2 separate regions of the Rattus norvegicus genome follow, and region 2 is linked to region 1. A link is a contact called in public Hi-C data. All regions are on one chromosome and are shown on one strand. The core of a region is the stretch at or near the end of the contact, and the rest is flanking DNA. Distances in the headings are between cores, read along the strand shown.

What was found. A called contact is a pair of places that touch in the nucleus more often than the background predicts.
Region 2: a contact with region 1 is called in a Hi-C map of the A7r5 cell line, with 2.9 times the contacts expected there. The contact joins the promoter of Nabp1 here to the promoter of Tmsb10l3 in region 1. A contact is called at or near these places in 12 of 12 Hi-C or Micro-C datasets (the A7r5 cell line, the Rat2 cell line, Schwann cells and 7 more) and 1 of 1 datasets of contacts at active chromatin or transcription factors (oligodendrocytes).

Annotation. Positions count from the first base shown.
Region 1 is chr9:57,463,775-57,471,550 of GRCr8, forward strand. It overlaps Tmsb10l3 (thymosin beta 10 like 3), which reads right to left and starts at 3,597. Exons shown (of 1, transcript XM_039084568.2): 1 at 3,191-3,597. The coding sequence starts at 3,540. The coding sequence ends at 3,322.
Region 2 is chr9:57,614,208-57,621,983 of GRCr8, forward strand. It overlaps Nabp1 (nucleic acid binding protein 1), which reads left to right and starts at 4,734. Exons shown (of 6, transcript NM_001014216.2): 1 at 4,734-5,005; 2 at 5,215-5,353; 3 at 7,017-7,088. The coding sequence starts at 4,915.

The DNA of each region.
Region 1 (7,776 bases), core at 2,347-4,846:
GGAGTACCTCAGAGAGAGAGAGAGAGAGAGAGAGAGAGAGAGAGAGAGAGAGAGAGAGAGAGAGAATTTACGAAGCATTCATTAAAAGGATACAAAAAGGAAACCGTAATAGTCAAAGAACACTTCAGAAAAGGAAATTTGACTTTACATTGACACTAATGCTTTAAATGGACCAGTGTAGTAGTGAATTGAAAGAAAGTATTCACATCAGCATTATATCTTTAAATTAAGGCACTGCTATGCAGCAGTTTCCTTCACATTAAAATATTCTCTCCTTGATGGAGCAAGAAGGCTCACCAACCCCAGAAAGCTGGGAAAACATACAAGGCCTGGGAAGTAAATGAAACTTACAAGATTCAGGACATTCCTGAAAATTACAAGATTCACATGCGTTTACACCCTCAAAGCCATAAAAGCAATAAATACTTGCTATAGGGAGGAGAGTACCTTTGAATCATGCAGGGAGCTCCAGGAATGGAGCTTTTGTGAGTCATTGCCCATGCTGGGCTGGGTTTTTTGATAATGCAACTTCCTTTGGGTCACCCATGTTCCTATAAGAAATCCTTTACCCAAAAGTAACACCAGTAAGCTCACTGGTTCACTGAGACTTGGAAAGAGTTGTTCTTGTGATTTCCTGTTAGTGCCCTATCAGGAGTGAAAACACATTTGTTCAGAGCTTCTTAGGAAAATTCACACAATAGGCAGTGAAGAGATTGCTAAGGGACTTCTGAAACTTGAGTAGATTGATGCTGACTTGAATGGTAGGTGATTGAGATTGAAGGGGCATCCCTGGCTGGTACTAGTCCTTCACACCAGGCCGCAGTATATATAGGCTGTAAAACCAGAGGCTTTGTTTAACGGGCTGTGTGTGCTTTTCCATCATGAACCTCTCAGGTTCCAACAGCAACAAAGCTTTCTCCTTTGCTTGTCAATGTGTGAAAATTAAACCAAGACTGGTATTTGAGGGAAACACAGGGCAATGTCACTCAGAGGATTTGCTCCTCTATTTCCAGGTGTTAAAGGACAGATGAAGAAGGGAGAAAAGTTTAAGTACAGAGGAAATCTAGCACCTAAAAATGGGACTTTGATACTACAGAGATGACTTAGTGGCTAACAGAGTATAGTGCTCTTACAGAAGACCAGAGTTCAGTTCCCATTACTCAGGTCAAGAGCCTCCATCTCCAGGGGATCTGATACGACTGGCCTTGGTGGGCACCTGTACACACACACATACATGCACGCACATGCACATGAATGGGCACAGGCATGCCTGTGCGCGCGCGCGCGCGCACGCACACACGCGCACGCACACACACACACAATTAAAATTAAACAAACTTTAAAGGCTTACTATGAAGGGCATATTATATTCTATGGTAAAGTTCAAGGACATTTTTGAATGTTGGTGTGATTATATTCAGAATTTTTCCAGACTTCAAAATGGAGTTTTTTGTTACTTCATTTCTCTTTGAATAGATACATTAAAATTTTGTAGCACATGGCCTTCGAACTTCTCCTAAGAACCTAGAATTTAGACATGTTATTACTTTGTGTTTAAACAATTACTTTGGGGATTATCACAAATTCATCAACTATATGTTTTTTTTTTGGATTTGGTTTGTGAGAATTTTATTGAGTATTTTTGCATCAATATTCATAAGGAAAACTTGTCTGAAGTTCTTTCTTTGTTGGGTCTTTGTCTTGTTTAGGTATGAGTGTAATTGTGGCTTCATAGAAAGAATTGGGTAGTGTTCCCTCTGTTTCTATTTTGTGGAACAGTTGAACATTGGTATTAGGTCTTCTTTGAAGGTCTGATAGAATTCTGCAATAAACCCATCTTGTCTTGAGCTTTTTTTGGTTGGGAGACTTTTTTTTTCTTTTCTTTTCTTTTTTTCGGAGCTGGGGACCGAACCCAGGGCCTTGCGCTTGCTAGGCAAGCGCTCTACCGCTGAGCTAAATCCCCAACCCTAACTATATGTTTTTATTTCTTAAAATGGCAAACAACTCATGAACTGTGTATAGGAGATAGGCTTCGGGGTAATTCTCTTAAAAAGAATTGTTCAAAAAGATCTCTTTTTTTAAAACGATTTATTTATTATTATGTTTTTATGAGTACACTGTAGCTGTTTTCAGACACACCAGAAGGGAGCATCAGATCCCATTACAAATGATTGTGAGCCATCATCTGGTTGCTGGGAATTAAACTCAGGACCTCTGGAAGAACAGCCTCTTAACCATAGAGCCACCTCTCCAAAAAGATCTCTTATTCACACCAAATTTTCTTTCTTGGGCTGAAATGAACTCAGTGATCCTAGAATGAAAAACATTATCGAGAGGCCTTATCTCCAGTGATATTCTAGCTGCAATCAGTGGGCCTCTGAACTCCACCATGCCCCCAACAAAGTTGTCCAAAATTCTAGTAGTCAGCTCTGCCTAACATCTTCCTGTAATGACTGGACAGAAATTAGTAGAGGGAAAACTAGTCTTCTTGAGATGGCCTTATGCCAACAAAGGCTTCAGCCAAGCAAAGAGGCATGATTTGGTACAGCAAATCATGTTTCTCTACAATCAACCCAACAGGAAACTAAGGTTAAACCTTCTCTAGACTCTATCTTTAGAAGAAAGTAATAACTAAGGTTGCCCATGGTCAGTCTGTAGGAAGTCACAGTAGGATCACCCCAAGTTAAGTCCATTCTTAAAATGCTGTTCCTTTGGTCGTTACTAGCAATACCTCCAGCACCACAGCATCAGCAGAACAGTTGTGCATCCTCACAGATTAAGCTGTATGTGGTGTCACCTCCCTAGCGTATCATGCCACTGTCTGCACTCACACTCTATTGCATTGAAGGAATCATAATGAGTTCCAGCATTCAAAATGGTCTAACACAGCATGCAAAACTTCTCCTTGAGAAAAATACATCTTTGCTTCCTCCTGTTTTCCACGAAGAACTTACCTTATAAAAAAAAAAATAGGCACCTAACTGGTTAGGCATTGATAAGGCAAAAATATAAGAAAGAGACTGAGTATTGAGAGTTTTACAGTTTCATTTTTTTTTTTTTTTGCCACGAGGTGTGTTTTATTTTCATCAATCCTACAAATAATTTTCTATACTATCCCAGGGCAAACCGGCGAAATTTGGCAGTCCTATTATTGGGGGGGGGGGGGGCCTTCAGAGATCCACGGGCCGGTGGCATCCGCGCGGAGTGCCCGGGTTCACAGTGCAGCTTGCGGCTCTGGTCCATCTTGTCGGTGGCTCTTCCTCCACATCACGAGGGTGTCTTGGAGATGAAGGGGTGGGCTGGGGAAATCTTCCTAGGCTTTTAGGAGATTTCACTCCTCTTTTCCTGTTCAATGGTCTCTTTGGTCGGCAGGGTGTTCTCCTGCGTTTCGGTTTTCTTCAGCTTGGCCTTATTGAAGCTGGCGATTTCCCCCACGTCCGGCTTGTTTGCCATTTTCTTACAACTCATGGATTCTCGTTCCGAGCTCGCACTCCAGGTACTCCCACTCGCGTTGCTGCAGCAAGAGACCCAGTTAATCATTCTTACTTGACATTTCTAAATTTCATTCAGAAATCACCTGATTTTTAAGAGCTGCCTGCCTTTGTAAAGGCAGCAGGAAATGTAGTCAGTGTAGAGTGCCTGCTAGGATTCAGTTGTGTGAGAATGAATGATCGTTTATAGTTGGCATTATGCAAATATTAATTTTCTTAAATTCTAGCATTGTAATTAGCCATTAGATCCCTTTAAAATTCTTATTTAAATATATTTGTCTCATTCTTTTTAACTGTGCCGTCTTTCCTCAAATATGTATTAGATGGTTCGTCAGGTACCAAATCAATGTTGGACCTGGGGCACAATGCTGAGTGACAGTTCCAGATTCCACAGAACAGTCTGGTAACAGGCAGTGACACGACAGAAACATTTTCTCTGTCAGAGGGATCAAATAAAAAAAATCTGTATGAAATGGAGGGAAACTGAGTCAGAAAATGGCTTAGAGTAAATGAAAGTTGTTAGCACTGGGAGGTCCAGAGCTGGCTTCAGGGCCACCCTTGACTCAGGGTCTGGTGACCAAGGCTGGGTACCAAACCTTCCTTGCCTGGGGCTAAGTCCAGAAATGTCTTAAGGATTGCCGCCGCCTGCAAACAAGGGAAAAGAACAAAACAATAACCATAAAAAGCCTCAAAGCTAAAGCAAAACAAAATGTTATGATTTGTGCATTTTTCTACAAAAGCGATTTGTTCTGTGGTAGCAGAGAGAGCCTGCATTTGATTTCTACAAGATATGCAGTAATGGGTTATGTACTCCAGGGAAAAACCATTCTTAAGGGAGAGAGAATGTGATGGATTCACTTCCTTGGTGAGGTTTATAACATGTGGCAGTTTTAGTGCGAGCAGGTATTTGCTCTATAAACTTGGAGAGCTTGGCATTAGTGGTAGCTCATTTCCAAACGAAGAAGAACGCAGCTCCCCACTCCCTCTGGTTATTAATCCTTCTGGGGATAAGCAGGAAGATAAAATGTTTTCCTGGTGTTGTGTTTGCCTGTCATGGTAATGTGCACATGCCCCGTCACCAGCACCTGTGTGCTGCACGCAGCCCTGATGCTTCTGTTCGTAACGGAACTGTTCACTGCCAGGCTGCTGGGGCCGCATTCTCAGCTGAATGGAGTCAGGGTTATTTCTGCTCCTTGTTCAAATGCTCCCTCTCAATTAGATGCTCTACGATTAGCTGCCTTGCAATTAGATGCTGGGTTTCTTATTCTGTGAACAGCCAGTTTCTCAGTCCCTTGAGGCCATTTCCCGTCCTCCCTCCTCAAAACCTGCTGTTCCGCTTGTTTCAGTTTAAACGGGGGCTAAAGAGAGGCAGAGCTGGCAGCCAGCTGGCCTCCCAGAGGGCCTTGGAGGCCAGCCCAGCACTGTGGGTCTCTGGAGACACTGTCCAGCCTTGACTGGTCTCTGGAGACACTATCCGGCTTTGGCTGGTCATGGTACCACATGGCATCATCTCCATGAGAAGTGGTTCTGTTCGGGTCAGGCTAACTCAGGTTCATGAGTCTCTGAATCTCACTGTCAGATAAAGCAAAATGCCAAATTACTTATTCGCTATTAAAGAATACTTGCCTAGCAATATTGGTGTCAGCCACTCGATTCTCTTCTTTTTTTTTTTTTTTTTTTTTTTTTTTTTTTCGGAGCTGGGGACCGAACCCAGGGCCTTGAGCTCGCTAGGCAAGCGCTCTACCGCTGAGCTAAATCCCCAACCCCCCGATTCTCTTAACACAACTAAAGTCTGTTTGGGCAACCAAATTACAGAGCATGATGTTTCTTGGTGACAGACAAAACGACTTAGGCATACTGTTCATTACAGATTCAATTGATATATGCTTTCTAGAAGACAATTTAGTTTTTAAAGATTATTTTTATTTATGTGTGAGTGTGTGAGTGTGTGTGTGTGTGTGTGTGTGTGTGTGAGATGCCTGTGGAAGCTAGAAGATGGTGTTAGGTCCCTTGGAATGACAGTTACAAGTGTCTGTGAGCTGCCATACATGTGTGTTGGGAACCAAACTCTTGTCTTCTGAAAGAGCAACAAAGGCCCTTAACTGCTAACTCGTGTCTCCAGAGCCTTGGAAGGCAATAATTCATAATGAGGGAATTTTATACTGAATAAGCCTGATAGTATTCCCCTCCCCCTCCCTCTGTCTTCACCTTTGCCACCGGCTTTGAGTCTCATGACCCTTCCCGCCCTCATCTCTCAAGAACTTTGATTACAACCTGTGACAAGGTCTTGAGCCGAGTCTCCCATTCACCTAATGTATGCGGTAGAAGCTCCCCCATCACTGGCTGAGGACTTAGCAGCTCTGATTTTCTACCTCCTCTTTGGGAAGCTTACACAGTTCAAGGTATCGATGCCCTGTCATCCATTTCCAAGGAATGATTTCCTCCATTTCCTTCCTCAAGCCTGCAGTAGATGGGCCACCATGACTCACAAAGAGGTTTTGCTTCCTTCCCTGATTCTTCTCTTTCTCTATTACTGCCTGATAATTGCATTTTCTGGCCCTTTAGAGTATGTTGCACAGCAAACGAGGATTGTTAAGTTCATAGTGATGGTTCCTATGGTTTTACCTCCCAAGGATGGAATCTTAGAGCAGATTACCTAAAGTCACTTCTGTCCAAGCTTTAGACCTGCTATAGTCTGCCTGCTTGGTTCGAGGTGGGGAACTAATTTTAACTTTTATCCTTTGACATTTGTGGTCAGGTGCCAAACTTCAGTGTAGAAAATTTATTGCAACTAATAAACATGAACATTAATTTTTTTGTGTGTTGGTTTATTTCCTCAGATTAAATTTCTGCAACAAGAACTGTTGTTTTTCATGAGTGTTAGAATATGGTGAGATTGGGTTCTGAAGTTTTTTGTTTTTTTTTTTTTTCTTTTTCGAGATGGGGTCTCCTGTAATCTGGCCTGGCTCAAATTTGCTTTATAGTCAAGGCTGGACTTGAGTCCTGATCTTTCTGCTTCTCTCCTGAGTCTTGGGACTGGAGGCATGGGCTACATGGCTTTAGAGGTTTTTGTTTCTATGCTTCAGGGTTGAAATTATGTTTTATATACCCTACTATGTATGCATTGAGACTCTTAAAGATGTTCATAGTATCAATAAAATGTGTGCTCAGCACTTTATCCCTGAAGCTGTTTCCAGAGCATTCTCTGTATTGCTTAATTTCTCAGCAATCTTATGAATTATGTATTATTACTATCTTCATTTTGTATAGAGATACCAAGTCAAAGAAAGAGTAAAGAATTTGGGGTTGGGAGGGAGATGGCTTGGTTGGTAAAGTGCCTGCTATACAAACATGATGACCCAAGTTAGGACATGAAAATTCATGGAAAAGTTGGGGACATGGAATGACCTGTAATCTAAGGCACGGAGGAAGAAATAAAACAATCTTTGAAGTTCAGTGACCAGCTAGTCTTGGTGAATCAGTAAGCTGATTCTATGTGAGTGACTACTTCAGACATAAGGTGGGGTCATAGAGGAAGACATCCACCATTGACTTCTAGCTTCTACACATTCTGTCATGTATGTGTGTATGCATCCTCACACAAATATACATATAAAACATATACATGAATATATCACACATATAAAAAATAAAACCTAATTTATTTAGTCACATCACTAAAAAGCTGAAAGTCATGCTGGGTGGTGGTAGCACGCGCCTTCAATCCCAGCACCCAGGAGGCAGAAGCAGGTGGATCTTTCTGAGTTCAAGGTGAAACTGGTCTACAGAACAACCAGGATAGCCAAGGCCACACAAAGGAACCCTGTCTCAAACAAACAAGCAAGCAAACAAACAAACAGCTATAGGTCTAGCATTTAATCCAGATAGTCTGATGACTCTGGTACCCACTATGGTTGTCAGTGCTCATAAATACAGCAATTTCACTCCTATGAAATGAGTCTGAGGAAATATAAATATACAAAATAAGGCACCTGGGCAGTAGTTGCTGTGGTTTCTAATAATTTGAAAAACCTGGGTATAAATAATAATCTTGATACCAGGAAGTTAACTAAGGCTTGGCATAGTCATATGCTAAGACCAACAGACTTTAAATACATTATTCATTCTTTAATTTGTTTTTGATACAGGCTCTTGCTCTGTGTCCTACCCTGATCTCAAACATACCCTCATCTTCCATTAGCCTCAAGACTCTAGGTAGAGAGTATGGGAGTAGGTGGGAGGGATGGATTTCCCTAGGAAGCAGAAATAGAATGAATACATAGCT
Region 2 (7,776 bases), core at 3,484-5,983, 150 kb after region 1:
TGAAGACAGCTACAGTGTACTCATATACAAAATAAATAAATAAATCTTTAGAGAGAGAGAGAGAGAGAGAGAGAGAGAGAGAGAGAGAGACAGCCATTGGTGAACTAGCTAGACCACAGCCTATAAGGCACTTTAACGAATTCCCTTTTTAATGTCAATTCTGTTCCTCTAGAGAACTCTAATATGGAGAACTGACTCTTCATGGTGATTTGTGGATATCTATGTGCATGTGAACTTCACAGTTCTCCCAAATAAGAGATGGATATCTACTTTTTATTGTAGAGAAATTAAGTAGTAAATCAAAATTTTGTGACTTTCGAGCTTTTTTTCTTTTGGGTCAGTGTTGATATACAGCTTAGGCTGTCCTTGAACTTGTGACCCTTCTGCCTAAGCTTCCCAAATGCTGGAGATTACAGGCCTTTGCCAACAAACCAGTTTGTAAATGAAATTTTAAGACAGTTCTAAGACCCAGTCAACATGTGTCTGGAGTGAGGATAGAGACTGATACTTTGGTGTAGGGGAGAGGGCTTGTTAAGCAGCAGCACTCCGAGACCTGCCCCCTTGAGTTTTTACATTATTTTATGTATTTGCTTGTACATTCAGTTTTATTTAGGTCACTAGGAAAAAGGTAAACAACTTGGAAACATCCAGATTAAGCATTCTTGAGTTCTGTAAAACTTTGACCTCATGGAGGCTCTACCCCACTTAGGCTCTTTAGACATGGGACTTGGAGCATTTTGTACATTCTTTAAGTATGAAAATCATGATATATACTTGAACCAATAATATGTTATTCGTTTCTAGATAGTTCTGTTGGGCAATATATTTTTGCTTTTTTTCCCATAAATAGCAAATTCAGAAAACTACTGAGAAGTGGGATATACTGAAAACAAGCCTTTCAGAACATAGAAGCCAAAATTGCCTACCTCATTATTACATAGCAATATGTTTTGAATTAATCTACTTAAGGATGTGTCTCTTTCCAAGAGAAACTAAAAATTCATTATCCTCTAGTAGAGTTCACTACCCTCCACCCCCAGTCAGGCACTGGGGATTATTGTAAATTACAAATCCTTCAAAAAGTCAATTTGCAAATTTAGATAACTAAAGATATACACGTTTTATATTTTTTAAAGGAAATTTTTTGACGAGCATAGGGTTTAAATCTCAGCTTTATAATATATGCCATGAAAACTAGATCATTGAGAGAGCTCCTGAACGTGCTTGTGAGGGGCGTTCATATGTAGTAGATGTCAAACACATGCTTGCCGGTACTCCAGGGAATGCTTAGACGAGTACGGCAAGGTTTCATCTTTTTATTTTTAATTTTCATGAATACGGGCATTTTGTCAGCATGTATGTTTGTGTATCATAAATATGTATTGCCTGCCTTGCGTATGCTGAGAATCAAACCTAGGACCTGCTCTGGGAGAGCAGCCAATGCTTTTTTTTTTTTTTCTTTTTTCTTTTTTTCCGGAGCTGGGGACCGAACCCAGGGCCTTGCCCTCGCTCGTTAGGCAAGTGCTCTACTGCTGAGCTAAATCCCCAACCCCACAGCCAGTGCTCTTAACCATGGAATCATCTCTCCAGTCCCATCGAAAGTCCTTGATATCTCCCTATTTATCTATCTATTTATCTATCTATCTATCTATCTATCTATCTATCTATCTATCTATCTATTTATTTTCTTTGAGATGGGTTCACTCTGTGGCCTTGACTGGGCAGGAACTCAAGATGTAGACCAGCTGGCAGTTGATCTGCCTTTACCTCTAGTGCTGGTTTAAGGACCTGTAGCATCGCGACCAGGCTTTTTTCTTTTCTTTTATCATCTTTGGGAACTGACTTAGGCTTAACTGAAGCCTACGGCTCTCCATTGTGTGCTCTTGTTGCAGTTTCTCAAGGCTGCCTTTGGATTTGTGAGAACATGGTGCCATTTTCATTGTGGGTGCTCTGTGCTGGGGAGGAAGTGAGAGAGAATCAGCTGAGTCTGTCCTTGAGGGAGGGAGGGCCCGGAAGGGCAGGGACAGCCTCGGCACTAGCTTCTGCTTTTTATAGAGCCTGCTCCTTTCTTTCTTTGTTTTTTCTTTCTTTCTTGCATGCAAGTGTGTTTTTTATTGAACATAGATCTTTTCATACAATATATTCTGATTATGGTTTCCCTTTCTCAACTTCTTCCAGATCGGTCCATCCTTGCATCCTATCTAATTCATTCTCTCTCTCCCTCTCCCTCCCTCCCTCCCTCCCTCCCTCCCTCCCTCCCTCCCCCTTCCCCCCCTCTCTGTTAGAAAACAGGAATCTAAAAAAAATTGTAATAAGATAAAAACAAAGAAAAAACAAAACATAAGAAAAAAGGACAAGAAACAGATGGACACTGTGACTCTCTTTCAGACACGCAGAAATTGTACAAGAAACCATAATATATGACTGGTAAGGTTAAAAAAAAGTCCGGACAAAATGTTATGAGCCAAAGAACCTCCCAAAATGTCATCGAGTTGTTTTTGTATGGCCTGGCTTTAAGAGTGGTTTGTATCCCCAGTGAAACTGTTAGAGAAAACTAATTTTTGTTTGTGATCAGTTATCAGTTTCAGTTTGGGGATAGAGGCATGAGTCTGTCCACGTCTCCCCTCACTGCTGGTCAGCGCTGAGAACCCACCTGGGCCTTACCTACACAGGGCCTGGGCTCCTGATGTTTGGGCCCTCTTTAAGAAATGTGTATATAATTCTGAGCATGCCTCTTAGTCCTTTCTATGAGGGCAAATGGTTGATAATTCAGGGAGTGGCTAGTCCCCTCACCCCCAAACCCCTGGCCACCACTTTGCTCTATTATCGTTTTTTGTTGTTTTTTTCAAGGTGGGGTTTCTGTGTAGCTCAGGTTGTAGACCATGCTGACCTTGAACTCACCGGTTGCTGTTGCCTCCGGAATGGTGGGACTAAAGGTATGCTCCACCTCCAGGCTGCTCAAATATTCTCAACATGGCTTGATGTCTATTCTTAAACTTTTAAAGAGCTCATTATCAAACCTTTTAAAAAAGGTTCCAATTTACGTTTAATGCACACAACTACTTCCTTACAAATACTTAAACATTCTCGATAATGTGATTATTTTTAAAAATGTTTCTAGCAATATGTCTATGCTGTTTGCCGATATTATCCTGAAAGGAAAACAGAAGCATGTTTCTTTTTTTAAAATTTATTTATTTATTGAGTCTTCAGACACATCAGAAGAGGGTATTAGATCCCATTACAGATGGTTGTGAGCCACTATGTGGTTGCTGGGATTTGAACTCGAGACCTCTGGAAGAGCAGTCACTGCTCTTAACCCCTGAGCCAGCTCTCCAGTCCCACATGCTTTGATATAGAAGTTCTCTATTTTCCACAGCATTTGCTTATATGACTGTCTATTATACTAGAATATACTCTGCTCTTTCCATTTTACTTCTTCAGTCTGTTTTGGAGCCTTACAATCACACTACTTCAACATAAAATATTTCTGGTTGAAGCCTCCTAGAGTCAAGATTGCCTAAATTGAAACCCTGTTTGGTTATTCTCTAGTGAGTTCTATTACTTGTAAAATGGGGTTAAAATTATCACTCATCACGAGACTAAATAACAGGTTATTATTTTCAATAGAAAACTGATGAAATGAAATATTGATCACGGATCTATTTGCTACATCACTTGGGCAATTTATTTATGACCCCATTTCTTCCCTTATGAGGTAAGGATCTTAGTTTTATTGTTCAGAATATTAAATTCTGGCTAGGAAGCTTAACCAACTATTTTCAAGTTCACACAATTAGGCACCAGCTCCAGCTTGTTTGGTTGTAAAACGTACACCCCTCCCTTTTAGGTTTTGTTTTAAGGTTCTTTTTCACCAGTGTATGATTAATTCACCTTAGTTATATAAAAGCCAAATTTAAAGAAAAGGGTTAAAGAAAAAATGAATTATCTGTGGAACTTAACTGTGTATGGTTATTATCAGCATGAGAACAGGTTTACAAATTGCTTTTAAAAAGACGACGTGGTGTTTCTGGGTCCCAATTTAAACACCTCTAAAGTAAGAAGTTGATCGCCAAGTTCCCTGCGACTTGGAAACTCTTTCTTGAGAGCCTTCAGTTCGATCTTTCTCTCCCTCCTTGATCCTAAAGGGCAAAGGTGACCGAACTGAAGGCTCCTGAGGAACTAGGTAAAGAAGCCTAAGTTCCCTCCGAGCAGCAAAAGACACAGCCCTACAGAAACCCGGAAACCTGCGCGACCGGCGGGAAGAGGGTGTGGCCGAGAGCCCATTGGACGGCCTGGGGGCGGGGCTTGAGCTGACAGCAGGGGAGGAGCTAGAGAGGCTGCGTGATCATTGGCGCTGGGCTCCGCCCCAGAGGCGTGCTAGTGGGCGTGGTGACGTCGCGTGACGCCATAAGGGGCGGGGCGCGGCTTAATAAAGCTGAGGGCGCATTCGCCGGTTGCTGTTTCGGACGCGGGCTGCGTGGTTGGTGTACAGCGTTGCTGTTTTGCTGTCACGTACCTTCCCGGAGCCTGGGACTGAGGGGGCGCGCGCGTGTGCGTGTGTTTGAGGGAAAGCGGGACTCGGGCAGGGCCGTCCCCTGTTCCCTTTTCCCTTAGCGGAGGCGGCAGTCTGCACGCTCGTTTGCTCGCCGCCCACTTGGGAGCGGTCTCGGGGTGCTTTTTTGATTTTGGAACTTGTGAGAGTCTCCCCCGACCCCCACTCCCCTCTTCCATTTTTTTTTCCCCCTTTCGGCTTGGCGCCTCTAGGGCTGGTTTCCCCGGCCCCTGAATAACCGCTTCCCGACTCTGGTCGCCAGGCCTGCCTCAGGTTGCCCCCGGCTCTGCCCCTGGCCTCGGAGGGTGGGAAGCCTTGCTTAGAGGGTCTCTGAAGCTTAGCCGCACCTGCCTCTCAGTATGCATGGGGTCAACGACCCTCCTCTTTTTATAAAAGACATTAAGGCCGGACTGAAAAACTTAAATGTCGTCTTTATTGTCCTGGAGATAGGTAAGTGAGGTCCGCAGCCCGCCCCACACCCTCGAGCGCTCGGACTTCTTCCCCGCCCGCGACCCCACGTGCTCCCAGCTGAGACTCCTACCCGGGGACAGAAGTCAGTCACGTAGCATGCCAGAGGAGGGTGAGACAGCTCTCTCGAATGGACTCCTTATCTAACACATCTTTCCTTCTCCCCTGTTTGATTTTTTAAATCTTCACAGGACGAGTGACCAAAACCAAAGACGGCCATGAAGTGAGATCCTGCAAAGTAGCTGATAGAACGGGAAGCATCACTATTTCTGTGTGGGATGAGATCGGAGGGCTCATACAGACAGGGGATATTATTCGATTGACCAGAGGGTAGGTGTGCATAAATTGGGGTAGGTGTGGGGTTGGCCGACTTCCGGGGTTCAGAACTTGCCGGGCTCTTCCATGGGCCACTTCAAGAAGTGAGCCGTTTTAGTGGACAGCATTGGGCAGCTCACCTTTCACAGCTACCTTGTTTTAAGTAGGGAATTAACTCCTATCATCCAATCTTAAAGGTTAATTTTATTTTGAAAATACCACAGAAGTTTGTGAGCCTTTATCAGTGAGGCCGATAAAGACCACATTACCCCTTTTTTTTTCCCCTTTCTTCGAGACTGGGTTTTTCTATATAACCTGGAGCAATTTCTATAGACTAATCTGTCCTCGAACCTACAGAGACCTGGCTGCCAAATCAGTTTTTTGTGCCACACCACTTGGACACATTTCCTTTTTAGTCACTCCATGTCTTCCACCTCCTTCCTTGTACCATGAAATCCTTTCAGTACCTTATTTGTACTCATCATTTAGGTGGTATGGACATAAATTGAATAGCTGGGGAATTTAACTCCTAATTTTGCCTTCATTTTGGAAACAGTGTCTCCTGTATTCCAGGTTCTTTTTGAACTTTAAGATGCCCAAGAGAATGACCTTGATTTTCTGCTTTTTCCTGCCTCCACTTCCCCAGGTGGTAGGATTCCAGGCGGGTACCGAAACGTCCTGGGGAAAGAACAAAATGCCTTCTGCATGCCAAGCAAACATTCTGCCATCTGACTTACAGTCCCAGCTTGAATTTAACATTTCTGTGGTCACATGTACTCAGCAAGATCAGTGTTTCATGAAAACCAAAATAAAACACCAAGTGGCAGGAGAGAGCATCTTTGATCCATTCAGAATATTTAATTGGTTATGGAGATAGAGTACTTTTTTTCATAGACTTGAAATTTTTACCAAATGTTGGTCTTAAGAGAAGTCCAGGAAAGAATCTTAGAAAGTAGAATATGGAAGCTTCTGTGATTGAGAGAATTGTGATAACTTTATTGGTAGCCATCAGAAAAATAGTTGGCAATTGCTGTTGGGCTAAGAGAATCTAAGAAGTATTGAGTCTTTGGGCAGGAGCTCTTTGATACTATCTTACAGGCCTTACAGCATTTTCAGGAAGTGAGGTAAAGTGTCATCAAAGCAGGAAGTGAGAGTCAGAACTTAGGCATCTTATTCTTATTCACCGAGTCATTGTGACATTAAATTACATCTTCTTAACTTTCATAGCTTTTCCCACAAAAGAGAATTGCTTCTTTTGGGGGTTATGGGGAGAACTACAATACTACTACTAATCATAATATGTTTTTAGTCACGAAGTTACCTTGGTAGTTGTACAAAAATACATTGAAAAAAACCAGACTTTGGTCTGATTCTGCTAACTCGATTAGATTATATTTTCCTTAGATTTAATGATGTCATTCACATTTAAAATTGTTCACACTAAACAATTGGTTTCATTATGTTGATATTAAAACTTGCAAAATTTGGGAAGGCCAGCAGGGCAAGAGGAAGGTTAGTGGTCTTTTTTTAGCTCCTTTATAAAGTTGTGCCAAACTTTGAGGAGTTTGAGAACTGCGATCTGCAGAAGTAGATGACTTATATCATCCTTGACCATGTCAATAACTATAAAAGAAAATACTATACATTCTACTGAAAGCATAATTTACTTTTCCTCTAGATATGCATCAATGTGGAAAGGATGCCTGACACTTTATACTGGAAGAGGTGGTGAACTTCAAAAAATTGGAGAGTAAGTATTAAAGTGCATTTTGTTTAATTAAATTTCAAATAATGTTTATAGAATAATTGGTAAGTATAAACTGTAAGCCACTCATTTGGCCTGTGAAGACTTGGCTTTATGCCGTAGGTAGGTAACTGTTTTAAACACTATCAGTTCTGCTCCCTGTGGTTGAGAAGGTGAACTTTTCCCAGCAGACCTGAGTTTAGACAAGCTCCAGTGGAGCCCTGTCTGTAACATTAGAAAAATGTGTCTTTCAGGTGTCATTTGAAGTAGTCTCTCTTGATTTACTAAAATAGAATCTAGACATGGGTTTTGATCTATAGTTTTCATTGTCTCTATGGATGAATTTGTACTAGAGTTAAAGGGACTTTAAGTAGTGAAAGTTGAAGCCTTCTGTTTGTCCTATTCTATGTATAGTACATACAGCCACAATTAGTGTGTGCCATGTGGGTAATGACTGCATCCTGACCTGCAGGAACATGTGGGGAGTATAAAAGTGTTTTAGTCTCCATGTTAGCCTACCTGTCTGGGTTTCATCCATAATGTGTGTTATACATAATGAGCCAAATTGTTAGTCCATTCTCTTTGGTTGCTAATGCTTAGATATATCTTAGTGCTCATTAGATTGGAGTAGAGAAGTCATAAATGGAACTAAAAAAGAGAGAGGAAAACTCATACCAGAGATGAATTGTGTCTT